Linked DNA regions of Hordeum vulgare: region 1 is linked to region 2. A link is a contact called in public Hi-C data. All regions are on one chromosome and are shown on one strand. Each heading gives the region's core, a stretch centred on a gene start, on an enhancer-like site or on the middle of the called end of the contact. The rest is flanking DNA. Distances are from core to core; before and after follow the strand shown. Region 1 holds the start of LOC123444345 (BURP domain-containing protein 3). Region 2 has its middle 58 kb from the start of LOC123440209.

Region 1 (6,919 bases), core at 2,120-4,619, 220 kb before region 2:
GCTGCTGCTGTAATAATACATACTCTTCACTTTAACTTGGTACATCTACCCACTCACCCTGAAGAAAAAGAAGCATCGACCTCCCTTAATTGTCACTGTGTTTATGTGCAGAAAATCTTATACCATGTTGGGTACACAAAGGATCCCTGCCTCCTCCGCAGCCATCGACTCCTCTTGTACTCATTGGACCAGGAACAGGATGTGCACCATTTCGAGCATTTGTGGAGGAAAGGGCCGCGCAGAGTGCGAGAGGACCAACAGCTCCCATTCTATTCTTTTTCGGCTGTAGAAATGAAGGCAGGGATTTCCTATACAGGGACTTCTGGTTGAAGCATGCCCAGGACAAGGGAGTGCTGTCCCTAAAAGAGGGCGGTGGTTTCTTTGTTGCTTTTTCCAGGGATCAGCCTCAAAAGGTGTATGTACAACACAAGATAAAGGAGCAGAGTGCGAGAGTGTGGAACATATTATGCTCTGGGGCTTCAATATACGTTGCAGGGTCTTCTACCAAAATGCCTGCTGATGTTACAGCTGCACTAGAAGAAGTTGTCCGCCAAAAGGGCGGTGATGCTGCTTCAGGATGGCGCAGGAAACTGGAAAGGGCTGGTAAATTTAACATTGAAACTTGGTCGTGATTGTCATGTCAAACAGGGCCAGAAAGTATGTACAAACAATCAATCGTGCCCCGTAATTGTTTACGGGGTAGCAATTTAGCGTAGATCAAAGGTTTCGAGAAATTAGATGTATATCTGGACATAAATACAGATCATTTATTCTTGGACCAATTTTTTACAAGGGAAAACAGACACATTCCCAGTTTCACTGTTGTATCCGTATTCGGGACGATGTAGGTTTGGCTCAAAGATGAAGAGTGACAACTTGATTTTACGAAGTCGGACAAAACAAGTCGAATTATCTCCCGTATATGTACCCGTTTGTCCTTGGTTCTTCTTCGGAGCATTAGTTTCATACACCTTTTCTTTTTCGTAACTGCTGTACTGATTGTGGCCCTGGACTGGGCCGAGGCAACCTTGAATAAACCGGTGGCATCTTGATTGCCTGGTTCGTTGGTGAGATCTGTTTCAGCCAAACAGACGCTCTAAAACTTAAAGCCTGTGCCTGGTTAAGTTGATCCAGCCTCATGATCGAAGCATTGACGATCAAGAGAAGTCTTTTTTACATCATCGATCGATTCGATCGATTTTGAAACGGAAACAGCACTGATCAATGTACGGTGAAAGAGAGGTAAATAAGTACCAGTCTGTTTATTGCATCATCATCAACGTGCTAAACTATACATCAAACGTGCCACTCCGTACAAGCTGGCGATACTGGCAACGCCACGCCATCAAAACACAATAGGTACCAAACAAGGGAAATGTATATAGCGATGCTAGGGTGCAAGATACCATAATATAGGGCAAAGCACAACTGTATATGGTGCTTACCAACGGCGCGGGTCGACCGGGCTTCATCAGCCGCGGCGGGTCCAGACGACGTGGTCCTGCGGCAGGAAGTGGCACACCGGCGCGCCGCCGGGCTTCACCTTGAGCACCTGGAACGCGACGTGCCCCGGGTTCCAGCCGGCCGTGTCGGCGTGGCACACCGCGACGGCCTCCACCGCCGTGCCGTCCCTGCCGACCATGGACACCGTGTACGCCCTGGTCGCCTGCGTCAGGTGGCACGCGAACACGGCGTACGCGTACGGCTCCGCGTGGCAGGCCACGAGCTGGTCGGCCCCCGCCGCGCGCTTCACGCCGGTCATGGTGTACTCCTGCTCCGGCGACCCCTCCTTCCCGTTCCCGACGACCGTGGAGACGGCCCTCACGTGGCTGGTCCCGAGGCTGGACGTGGCGAAGTCCACCATCGACTCCAGCGACGTGGCGCACGACTTCTTCTCCCCCTTGCCCGCCGCCGCCTCGCACTCCCGCAGCGTCTGCTTCATCTCCGCCGCCTCGGCGGAGTCCGGCGCCACGGAGAAGCGGCTGAGGATCTCGGGGGCCTTCTCAGAGGAGAAGGGGATGGCGTCGGCCTCGCTCCGCGGCAGGAACTTCCCTCCGGCGCCCGGGGTGGCCATGAAATGGACGCTCATCTTCTTCCCGGCGTGGAGGTCCTTCTCCAGGAAGAAGAGCGCCGCGCTGGGGTCGTCGTGCAGCTGCGTCTCCGTTGCGGCGTAGTTGTATATGAAGGGTGAGACGTTGACGTGGACAGGCTTACCCCGGGGTTTGCCGCCTGGCTTACCGTAGCCAGGCCTGACGTTGACGCCGACGCCGCCCTTCCCGACGCCGACCGTCGTGCCGCCTGGCTTACCGTAGCCAGGCTTGACGTTGACGCCGACGCCGCCCTTCCCGACGCCGACCGTCGTGCCGGTGCCACCAGCTGGCTTGCCGTAGCCAGGTTTCACGTTAACGCCGACGCCACCTTTCCCGACGCCGACCGTGGTGCCGCCGCCAGGCCTCACGTTCACGCCGACGCCTCCCTTCCCTACCCCAACCGTGGTGCCACTGCCACCGGGCTTGCCGTAGCCAGGCTTGACGTTGACGTCCACGCCACCTTTGCCAACGCCGACCGTCGTGCCGGTGCCGCTGGGCTTGCCGCTGCCAGGTTTGACGTTGACGTCCACGCCACCTTTGCCAACGCCGACCGTCGTGCCGGTGCCGCTGGGCTTGGCGCTGCCAGGTTTGACGTTGACGTCCACGCCGCCCTTGCCAACGCCAACTGTTGTGCCCCCGGGCTTGCCGTAGCCAGGCTTGACGTTGACACCCACGCCGCCCTTGCCGACGCCGACCGTAGTCCCGCCGGGCTTGGCGCTGCCAGGCTTCACGTTGACGCCGACGCCACCCTTGCCCACATCGACCGTCGTGCCCCCAGGCATCCCATGGCCCGCGTCGACATGGACGCCGCCCGAGCCGACGTTCACCGACGTGCCTCCGGCTGTGGGAAACAGGGAGAAGGGGTCAATGCTTCCCCGTGTACCGAAGCTGTTTGCTCAAGAGATAGGTACTATACCTTGCGTGTCGAGGAGTTGAGAGAGGGAGCTTGGCATGGGAGTGTTGGGAAGAGCAGACTCCCAGTATTGCCCCGGAGCACGAGCTGCATGGCTTCCTACCGACGCGATCTGCATGCAAATTACACGGTCAGATTTGGGACCATCAGCGACCACCATCTAAATTAGGAACGCAAAACAAAGGGAGTGAGCAAGGTTACTGACCAGTAGGAAGGCAAGAATGCCGGCTGCGACGAGCCTATCCATGGAGGGCAGGGCAGAGGGCAGCAATGAGGAAGCTGACGGCAGGCCCCTCGCAATGTGAGGATGATCTGCTCGCTCAACTGGAACTGCCACAAGAGGAGATGTTGTCCTTGTGCCGAGCAGGAACGTCGATATTTATAGAAGCAAGTCAGAGGGTGGATAGGTAGCTAGGTTGCGGGGAATTAATTTGCGCAGCTCCATCTGTTAACTGCCCCGACGCAAACAATGCAGCACTCCTACTCCTACACAGTAGCTGCAGCCATGCATCACCGTGCAGGTAATACGTATAGTACAATACGAGTACGGTACAGAACTGAGTGTACGCCATACGTGGCTAGAGTTGGACGGACTGACGGACGGACGCACACGAAAAACGACGTCCCGCCCGTGCAGCGCAGGCGCATCCACTGCTGCCAACTGGTCGTCGTGATCGATCGACTCAACCGTCCCTGCCTCGCGCGCGCGGTTTTGAATGTCGGTCGCCGTCGTCCCGGCATTCCCATGCCGATACGGCTCCACCGGCGGCGTGGCGCGCGCCTCCACGTCTTGTCCGGCTGACGGTTGCGCGGCGAGGAGCATGACTGCGACGGAGACCGATCGTTCGCCGCCTGACCACTTCACACGTGCTAGGCGTATGAGTCCTGGTACATCGTATAGAGTATGAGTATCAGTTTCTCCATCCCGGAAAAAAAGAGAGAGAGAGAGAGAGAGAGAATCAGTTTTTCCATGGACCGGACCGACCCCCATAATGGTCGTCCATCTCCGGTGGTTGCAGGATGCCTGGGTGTTGCCCAAAGCACTTATGGGGCCATGCTGGCCTACGTGCGTAGCGTACAGTACGTGCTGGTTGCTTTTTTTTTTTTTTTGAGCAAAACGAGCTGGTTGCTGCTCGTCAAGATCGGTGAACAGGGGCAGTGGGGCAGCAGGCCCCCATGGGCCATGGCCCATGGCCATGGGGACCGGGCTACGAATCTGGTACGAGAGCGTGCTGCGTGCGTGCTGGTGATACCGTGATGCGGGCATCGCGGTCGCAAGGTTGAGCGCGGCAAGTCTGAAGGGGCCGGCGGCACTAATGGAGCGTGGAAAATGGTGGCAGCCCGTCGGTCGCGCTGATAGTTGGGAGTTGGTTGGGGGCGAGCAAGCACGACGAGCTCGACACCGAATGCCCTTTACGTGCACCCGGACACCACACCACCTTCCCGCCGCCGGACCATGTGTTGAAACATGGCTACGGACAGGAGGAAATGTACTGCTGCTGCTGTCCCTGTCTTCACCATTGTCCTGGTATATACTGCCACCGGTCCCGAAAGGGATCAAGATTCAAGAGGAATTATCTCGGCCCCTTTGCTCTTCCAGGTCGTTTGCACTCTGCACCATCTCCTTCCCCTCCGGTTCGGTGCCACAAGGTGCGTTTCCTTTCCATGTCTTCTCCTTCGTACCATGCACAGTACAGCTCCTTGAGCTCCGCTGAAAGCGGTGCACGAGCTGCACAAGCGAAGAAGATGAGGCAACGGATGGTGATGACCGGTGGCCATTACTGATTTCGTGTCGCCGCAGAGCACGGCAGAGTAGTATAAATTTGCACTGCAGCTCCATGGAAGCGGCAACGTAAACAAGGCCGACACATGTTCAAACCACTCGGGTCTCTGACGAAATGCAGCCTGGCGACATATGATATGAATGCTTGCGATGCCGACCACAAATTATCTCGCCCACACATTTTGGAGGCACCGTTCATGTATGTACGTGAGTATGCCCATTCGATCCTCGTAGGCTTTGCACGGCCCTCACCGGAACTTGTACGAGTAGAGCTCAAAATGATGGTACGCGTAGTTATTTCGCGGGAGCGTCGCACGGCCCGTCTTTAAGGTTCGTGAGCACGGTTGGTCGTTGGGTGTCAACTGGTAGGCGTCACGTACAAAGCCTTAGGTTTGTTTGGTTCCCGACCACACTTTGCCAAGTCAAAATTTGGCAGCCACAGTTTAGTTGGCATATGTTTGGTTTTTGCCACACTTTGGCTTGCCACACTTTATTGTCGCTACGGTCCATTTGTCATAAAGTCCATTTTCTTGTCAACTTTTGCCAAAGTTTGGCATTCGTTTTTTCAGCCACACTTTATGGCTTGTCACACTTTAATGGCTTGCCACACTTTGGTTTGGCAAAATTAATCTTCAACCAAACTTAATCGCCACGCAGAGCACCTTTCCAACCCATTGATGTCGCTCAGTCGCAACGTCACGTCGTTAGGACAGAGCGTTGACTCACCTTCTTTTTTAAGGAAGAGGGCTCCCAAAATGCATCCTAGACTATGATTTCTTTTTGGTTTTCGTCTGATTTTTCGTAAATAACTAAACATATTCTACTTAATTAATAGATAAGGCGATATTTGCCTTCGTTTCAAAAAAGAGAGCAAAGAAGTTCTTTCCTACATAGGATAACACGGCCCTGATTGGATTCACACCATTAATTGTACGATCCTCAATTAGCTATAATGTGATCAACATTGTCTTAGATCTCATAATTATCAAAGGAAATGACCAGTACAAATGAAAAGATAGTCGTCTGTAGAGTGACCAACTAAAAATAAAATCAGAGGGGAAATTATACCATTCTTCTTCCTCGGCAGAATGCGGCCCATAAGAAATTGAAAATTGCGCTAAACCGACAGTAAAATCTGACAACTATTGTAGTGAAGAAGTCATCTGTACGTATTTCGTTCCAAATTAGTTATTTTATGTCATGCAACTAAAAGCTAATACACCCTGTGATATACATAAACATCAAGATCATGGATTAGTTATATACTTTCTCTGTCCCAAAATAACCGTCTTAACTTTGTACTAGAGCTAGCACAAAGTTATATTAAGCTTAAGACACTTATTTTGAAACGGAGAGAGTAATATTTATGCAAGGAACATGTGTCGGTGGAAAAAGTGACAAACTACGTTGGTATAATTGATAGTTCTGATCCAACAGATTCTCTCAAACAAAACACCAAATTCATAGTCATATTTTTGTGCAATGCAACTACAATGGATATCTTCTTCAGCAAATAAGTGTTATCTAGTTTTAAAATGGACCGGTAATTAATTTGAAGGTACATAGGACATACAAACCTAACATAATGTAATGAACCTTAAATTTCTATGGCAAAGGCATTACTGCCTTGGCTAGCACGAGTTAAAGAATTTAAGTTATTCTTTAACACATAGGAGTACAAGACAAAGCTAGCCCGATCTTAGGTATGTGTAAAGGTTACAGTACATCATCGGTCTATAGGTTCGTGCAACAAGAACTACAAAAAGTTATAATCATACAACAACTAACACTATAAACAAAATCCACAAGCATACAATAGATAAACTTACAAACAATATCCATGACCATACACCAGCTTTCCCTATATACAAACAATATCCATAAACATACAAATGCTACCCTTAAAAACAAAATCCGTATGCATACACCAACCACCCCTACATAAATCCATTGATGTGAAGGCATGCCACACCTGGGAGCTCACCTGCAAGAGATGGAGTACATCTGGGGAGGCCGGTGGAGGTCGGTGGTGCCAGGGTTTGGCCCTGGACTGGGAAGGGGGAATTTGAGGTGAAATGGACGAAAATATGGATGTGGTGCGTGATAACCCTAGAAAAAGAGTAGGAAAAGGCT
Region 2 (7,264 bases), core at 2,821-5,320:
CAAGCTAGGTGCCCATCAAGGAGAAGGACCCCGGAAGCCTAATGAAGATGTGTGGATACTCTGGATTCTATCAAAGCTTGGCTTGCACTTCAAAGAAGGGTTGATTCATTTGGCGTGTAATCTATAGGTGATAACCAACATTTATGTAGCCCTAGATATCCCGAGTGCATATATAAACCATGAGGTTTAGCCCATAGAGCACATTCATACACAACATCTCGACCCCTGGGGTTTAGCCCACAATCTCACGATCTTGAGGTAAATCAACTATGTAATTGCTACAACATCAATACAATAAAAGCATGGCGTAGGGTTTTACGTCCTTTAGGAGGGCCTGAACCTGGGTAAAAACCCTCATGTTCATTATCTCATGTTACCCTCGATCCGATCTCATGGTTCGGCCCCCTCTACCCGAGGTCTGTCGGTTTTGACACCGACACCCTCTAGGGCATCCAATATTATATGTAAAGACTCTCGGCAACATCCCAAATACCATGTTATTCCTCTCCACGAGGTATCACCTCACCGTGAATGACAAAGAGAAGCACGATATAGGGTATTACTCTTCGGAGGCCCAAACCTGGGTAAACTATGTGTGTTGACTCCGTCCCGATACTTCCGACCTCGTCATGCAGCCTACCAAGGGATCTGGCGGTATTTTGCACCGTCCGCATACTTGTCTCTTTTTGGTTGTGATCACCATATTTACGGGTCGCCGTTGGAGATGCCCTAACAAGTCAAGCCATCGTTTCATCAAGTACTTCATAAATAGGGATATACTCCATCAAATAGACATCACTTTCACTATTATTTTTCATCTTGAACTCGCTAATGAATAGACTAATTAAACATAGACGAATGTATAAATTATCCATACAACCATGATGACGTAATTATTCATCACATATGAAAAGGTTCATCGCGAGAATTTCAGATAATCACAATCATGTAAGATGGCTCATGTTATCTTAACATCGAAGCGTAGAGAGGGAGGATGCTATATAACTACTACCACAAACACGTATGTAGTCTTAGGGACGAACTAGTCGCATCTCATTAAAAGAAACGGAGGATGAACTGGTGGTGAAAAGGACAGTGAACGCATCTTTCTAGTACGTTAACAGAGAAGAACTACAGCATGGTTGCAACTAGATCGTGAATAGAGCAAAGTGATAGTGTCGAAAATTGCTTCAATAATTAGCTTACCATCCACGGGATATTATAGAGCCAGCCCGGGAGGCAGAGAGTTAGAGCATCTAGCACATCCCATATAAAACCAACCCGCAAAAAATATTTACAGTTTGCGGAAAAAGGGTTTTGCGAGCCGGCGTGGACGCGTACAAAGTGAGACCCTGCAAAACGGAACCGTAAAAAAGGATATTCATAGAAAATGTTTTTTTACGGATCAGCAATGCATGGTCTGTTCGGGCACCGCCGCGTCGACCCACGGACCGAAAAGCCTCCCAATAAACGAATTTGACAGTGACTGCGACGAATGAGTACGAATTTAAACAATAAAACATAATTCACGCAAAACGAAAGCATAGTTTAAAAGACAAACGCGAAAGGACTTCACGCATCCTGGTCGCTCATCACTCCGCACCATCGAGGTCATCGACGCCCCCGAATCCATCGTCAGCACTTGTTCCAACTTCGGCACTGAAATCATCGACGATATTGGTTTCGATTCTCGATGAGAAAACATCGCCGTCATTGTAACATGCAAGCATCCTCCTCTTCAAGATTTCTTTCTTTGTCATATCATGTCATTCTTTGCTGATGTCGTCCATGTCATTGTGGTTCAAAGTCATGATCCTATTCTCTTCGGCAAGATGTCATCCATGCTATTCTTTCCTGATGTTGTTCATGCCATTCTTCTGCTTCACGCCCAAAACCTTGCTCATCTTCTCCGTCGGTGGCTGGGCAGATCGCGCAGCAGCGGCGGCGCCCGGCGCACGTTCCTTTCTAGCGGGACCAGCCGGATTGCCGCCCTGCATGACAACGTTGCCTTGCCGCTTGGGGGCAGACGCATTGGTGCCTTGGGCGACGGCAGGGGCAACATGGCCGGCAACGAGAGTCCGTCAGACGGGTTTGCGCCTGCACGACCTCCACGTTGAGAGATCCGCCAGCTGGGAGGCTTCCATGGCGGCCAAGAATGGCGGGGAAGATGGTCCGGAGCGCGCGGTAGCGGGGCAATGGTTGCCGAGGAGGAGAGCGGGGAACGGCCGCACGGAAATTCCCCTCGCGCAAAATCTCGTTGCGAATAGGGGGCGAGCTCGGGTCAACCTCCCACCCCATGAATCTGAAGGTTGAGTGCGAACTTTTGCTAAGCCCCGTAAAAGAAATACGGGTTGAACGCATTTGCTGAGTCTGATCTGGCAACATTTTCCGCCTCGACCCGTATTTTGACGGTTTATTTTGCAGGTCGGGGCATTATACGGGGTCTCCTAGAGATGCTCTTAGGGAGGCTGTATGAGCTAAGTAGGACACATGGGAGCCTCCATGGGTCCCACGTGCCTCCCCTTTGGTACTCATTTAGCAGGTGTCCTCCTCCGCAAAGTTGTGTAACTCTAGAAAAAATTAATATATTTTGAACTTCTATCGGCCCTAGAATTAGTGACAATAAACATGCAACTCCACCAATCTTATGAGATGTTAGTAGGTTAGTTCAAATGAATTTAAATTACCGCAATATTTTTTCAAAATATATAGAGAAACTTCAAAGAGATGTATCACCAAGCATATGAGGTTGATGTTAAAGAAGTGTTTTTTGAACGATGTTACACAAGTGTTTTTAATCTTTTAATGGTTGTTGTGTCGGTTGGTGAACCTTGTAGTTTTTTGTTTGAAGAAGAGCCTTGTAGTGTTGGTTTCGATAAAGAAGATTTTCTCAAAAAGCAGATGACCCATTTCAGACCCCACCACCACCATGGCCCACCTCAAATGAACACCCTCCTGTGGTACACGGTAGCGCTATATCCAGAAAAAGCCTATCCGTCGCTCGTTAGGAAGCGATGTCGGGGCTTCGCAAAAGAGACCTAGTGATCGTTCGGTAGTGGGTCGGCCCGTTTGTCGTTCCAACGACCCCGGTTTTGGGAAAGGTTCCCGGCAGTTTTTTTCGCTTTTGGGAAACTTCTAAACGGCTCTCTGAACCGGTTTTTCTTTTGTTTCATTTCCTTTTTTATTGATTCTTCCCTGTTTTTTGTTTCTCCTTAAAAAAGGGTTTTGGATTTTTAAAAGAATATTTGTTATTTAAAAAAATTGTTCTTCAAATTCCAAATATGTTTTTGCTTTTTAAAAAATGTTCTAAATTTTCAAAAAAAATTCTGGATTTTCACAAAATGTTCCTCAAATTCTAAAAAAGTCTTTTATGTTTCAAAAAATGATCTAGATTTTCAAAAAAAAAATATAGTATTCAAGAAAATTATCAAGATTTTCAAAAAAATTCTTCAAATTAAAAAATGTTTTTTTGCTTCTTAGAAAAATGTCCTAAATTACAAATATTTGCCATTTTTCAAAAACATTCATAACTTCAAAAAATATTTGGGATTTTCCAAAAAAACTGATACTTTAAAAATGTTCGGTATTTTCAAGAAAATGTTTGCTATTTTCGAAATATGTTTGAAATATCAAAAATTTGTTCAATTTCTTAACTAAGTTTGTGTTCAAAACAATTCTTAAATTATAAAACTTATTCTGAAATTTCGAAATATGTTCTTGTATTTAAAAAATGTTCCAAATTTCAAACAATTATCGCATTTTGTACGTCGTTTATAAATTAAAAAATATTCTTGAATCTCAAAAAACTTTCTTCGAATTCAAAAAATGTTTTGCTTCAAATACGAAAATAAAAAGAAATAGAAAGGAAAAACGAAACAAAAAAGGAACAAACAAAGAAATAAGCAGAAAAAGAAAAAAAAAACTGAAACGAAAATTGTTTAATTTTTTTAGGAAAAGAAAAGCTGGACCGGCCTAGTTGGGCTCAGCCCCTGTGCGTGCTAGCACCTCCCTGCGGCAAATCCTATTTCACGCTGCAGGCGCCAGTCAAAGTGCATTTTTCTTAACCGGCGCCTGCAGCGCCCAGTCATGGGCCGGCCCATCTAGGTGTTTTTCCGTAAAATCAAAACAGCACTAGTGATATTCGAACGAGCGATCTCTTAGAGATATTCTAGTGCTGGAACCACTCCGCCACCCCATTGGTATGTGATACTCCCTCTGTACCATAATACTTGTTGGGGAGAACTAGTCTAGTTCTCCCCAACAACAAGTATTTAGGAATGGAGGGAGTAGAAATGAATTTTTTACTTCCTTTATTCTTTATTTTCCTTTTTTATTTTTTCCTTAGTCGTTTTACTTTTTTCCTTTTCATCCTGGTTCGTTGATTGTTTTAGAAAATTCGATGGAAACTTTTTTTAGTTGGTGAACTTTTTTCCAAGTCAATGAAATTTTTTCGGAAATTGGTGGACATTTCTGAAAATCCGTGTATATAATTTAAGAAATTTGAACGTTTTTCTAAATCGATGAACTTTTTTAAAAATCGGTGAACATATTTTAAAATTCGCGAACTTTTTTCAAAATCGATTAAATATTTTAAAAATTGATGAACTTTGTTTGAAATTTTTATCTTCTTTTGAAAATCCGTGAACATATTTGAAAATTCGTGAACTTTTTCAAAATCAATAAACAAATTTTAAATAGTTATGAACTTTTTTTCTGAAATTATAGAACTTATTTTGAAAATCGGTGAACGTATTTTTAAATTCATGAACATTTTTCAAAATCAATGAACTATTTTCAAAAATTGATTTTTTTTTCAAATTCTGAGGACTTATTTTTAAAATCGGTGAACATATTTTAAAATTCGTGAACTTTTTGCAAATTTATTGAACTATTTTTAAACATTTATTAATTGTTTTACCAAATTCTACGATTTTTTTCGAATATGATAACTCTTTGAAAATCCATGAACATATTCTAAAAATATGTGAATTTTCTTTGCATAATCATTGAAGTTTTTGCAAATCTGATAAAGTTCTTTTTAATTCAATAAAAATTAATATATGTTTTGTAATTCACATTTTTTAAAATCAATGAAATTTTTTCAAGACCTGCAACGAGGTGTCAGGAGATGATTTATGGGCCGGTCGGGGGGGGGGGGGGGGGGGGGGGGGTGGCGCTGCAGGCGCCGTATAGGAGCTCCCCTATATCTGGCCTCGTGCAAGCGAGTGATTCCTATTTAAGGTAACTACATAGTGAAGTAACGTGTAACCCCATTTGCACCTATTTTGTCCATTTCGCATTGGTTTTGGAAACATATTGGAACCTACCCATGCTCACCGCTTTCTTTCACTCATTTTATTCTTGCTTCTGTTTATTTTTCAATTGATTCATTTTTAAGTAGTCACAATTATTTATTCCAGGAAATATTTGAGTTTGCGAACATTTTTCAAACGCGTGAAGCATTTTCAAATCATCATTATTTTTTGAATTTGTGGTCTATTTCCAAATTCATGATCATTTCTTTTAATTCACATTCTTTCTATTTTTTTTTGCATTTATTAAATTTAAAACTATTTTTTATAGATATTCCCAACATTTTTCTTAAGTAATGCATATTTTCTGAATTCAAGGTCAGTTTTTGAATTTAGGAAAAATGTCTTCAATTTACTTTTACATATTCATTATCATTTTTTAATTCACAAACAATTTTCAATTTGCAAAGTTTTCCTCGATTCGTGAATTTCTTTCTAATTCAGGATATATACAAGATATTAAAGCGGCTAAGCTATGGCTCCTCTCGTGAGTTTCAAGTGTTAGCCATGATATCCTCTATGGTTGACACGTGTTCATTTATTTTTAGGGTTGATTCTTTATTTCATTGCCTGATTCTTCATTCCGTTTCTTATCGATTTTTTCTTTTTTGTTTTGCTAATGGTTTTTAAACCCAATACAACAAAGATGTTGACATACATACACACTCATTCCTATGAGCGCACATACGCACATCATATTACTATGAAAACCTATGAGATACTAAGCCGGTACAACATCTTGAGGTTGTTGAACTTACTGCAAATGTATTTATAATCGACGACGATGCCCACATACACGTACATATATTCACCTTTAAGAACACAAGTACGCATACCGTGCCTCTGTGAGCATTTTCGAGATACTGAGCCGGCACAACATCTTGAGAATAACAAAGTCAACGCATGCCTGTTGGTACTCGACGTTGATGCCCACGTACACTCATACACTCACCCCTGCGGACCAGCTTGACATCTTGAGATTTACAAAATCACTGCATGCATCTTCGTGATTAACACTGAAACCCACATACACGCACATACACTCACCCCTATGATCCGCATTTCATCTTCAAATACTCTCTCTCTCTCTGTCTCTCCCCTCCCTCCCTCCGTCCCTTCCCCCCTCTCTCTAAATTGATCTATAATCTTAAATTTGAAGTACATCTACCCATATATATTCCTTCATCGGTATTTTTGAGTTAATTAAGATTTTTGAGTCGATTGGTGGCTAAACTTAGGGATGCATTTCGTACTTGCTTGCTTGGCACTCTTCCTCCAGATCCCTAATTCCTATTTTCCAATGTGTTGTGTGTACGTCTATGGCAAGGAGGCGTAGTCATCTAGGACACCTCTCTTGCTTCGCTGATCAATGTTTTTGTGATGCCATTTATTTGTCCATCTCGAGATCGAAGACTCTTTTGCTGCACATTTTTTTGTTCAACCCTAGATCCTCATTCTGAAGTCAAGGATCAACTAATGATCATCATTCTACACACTTAATTCATGTGGACATGTCATGTAGCCCTGTTTTTGAGCTTTCAATATTTTGTAGTACAAAGTACACTAAGTGTATGGCAAGGAGGAGTAGTCGCCTAGGACGACTCTGCTGCTTCATTGATCAATCTTTTTGTGGTGCCATTTATCTGTCCATCTCCAGATCGCAGATTCTTTTGCTGCAGATTTTTTTGGTTCAATCACACATCCTCATCCCTGAAGTCAAGGATCAACTAATGATAATCATTCCACACACTTAATTCACGTCGACATGTCATGTAGCCGTGTTTTTGAGCTTTCAATATTTTGTATTACAAAGTAAACTAAGTGTATGGCAAGGAGGAGAAGTCGCCTAGGGCACCTCTGCTGCTTCGTTGATCAATCTTTTTGTGGTGCCATTTATCTCTATCCACCTCCAGATCGCGGATTCTTTTGCTGCACATTTTTTTGTTCAACCC

The links. Hi-C and Micro-C count contacts between places; a contact is called where the count stands out from the background.
Region 1: a Hi-C map of seedling shows a contact between it and region 2, with 6 times the contacts expected there. The contact joins the promoter of LOC123444345 here to the enhancer-like site in region 2. A contact is called at or near these places in 2 of 6 Hi-C or Micro-C datasets (leaf and seedling) and 1 of 1 datasets of contacts at active chromatin or transcription factors (embryo).

The regions. Positions count from the first base shown.
Region 1 is chr3H:474,326,634-474,333,552 of MorexV3_pseudomolecules_assembly, reverse strand. LOC123444345 (BURP domain-containing protein 3) reads right to left here and starts at 3,369. Exons shown (of 3, transcript XM_045121033.1): 1 at 3,209-3,369; 2 at 3,007-3,115; 3 at 1,244-2,931. The coding sequence starts at 3,250. The coding sequence ends at 1,472. LOC123444344 (NADPH-dependent diflavin oxidoreductase 1) reads left to right here. Exons shown (of 12, transcript XM_045121032.1): 12 at 112-889. The coding sequence ends at 632.
Region 2 is chr3H:474,108,522-474,115,785 of MorexV3_pseudomolecules_assembly, reverse strand. No RefSeq gene overlaps it. Among protein-coding and RNA genes, the nearest start is that of LOC123440209, 58 kb to the right of the region's middle. Within about 2 kb of position 4,070, at least 3 of the 3 cell types and tissues checked have open chromatin away from gene starts, as enhancers often do. A contact at or near this core is called in leaf and seedling, where this site is marked.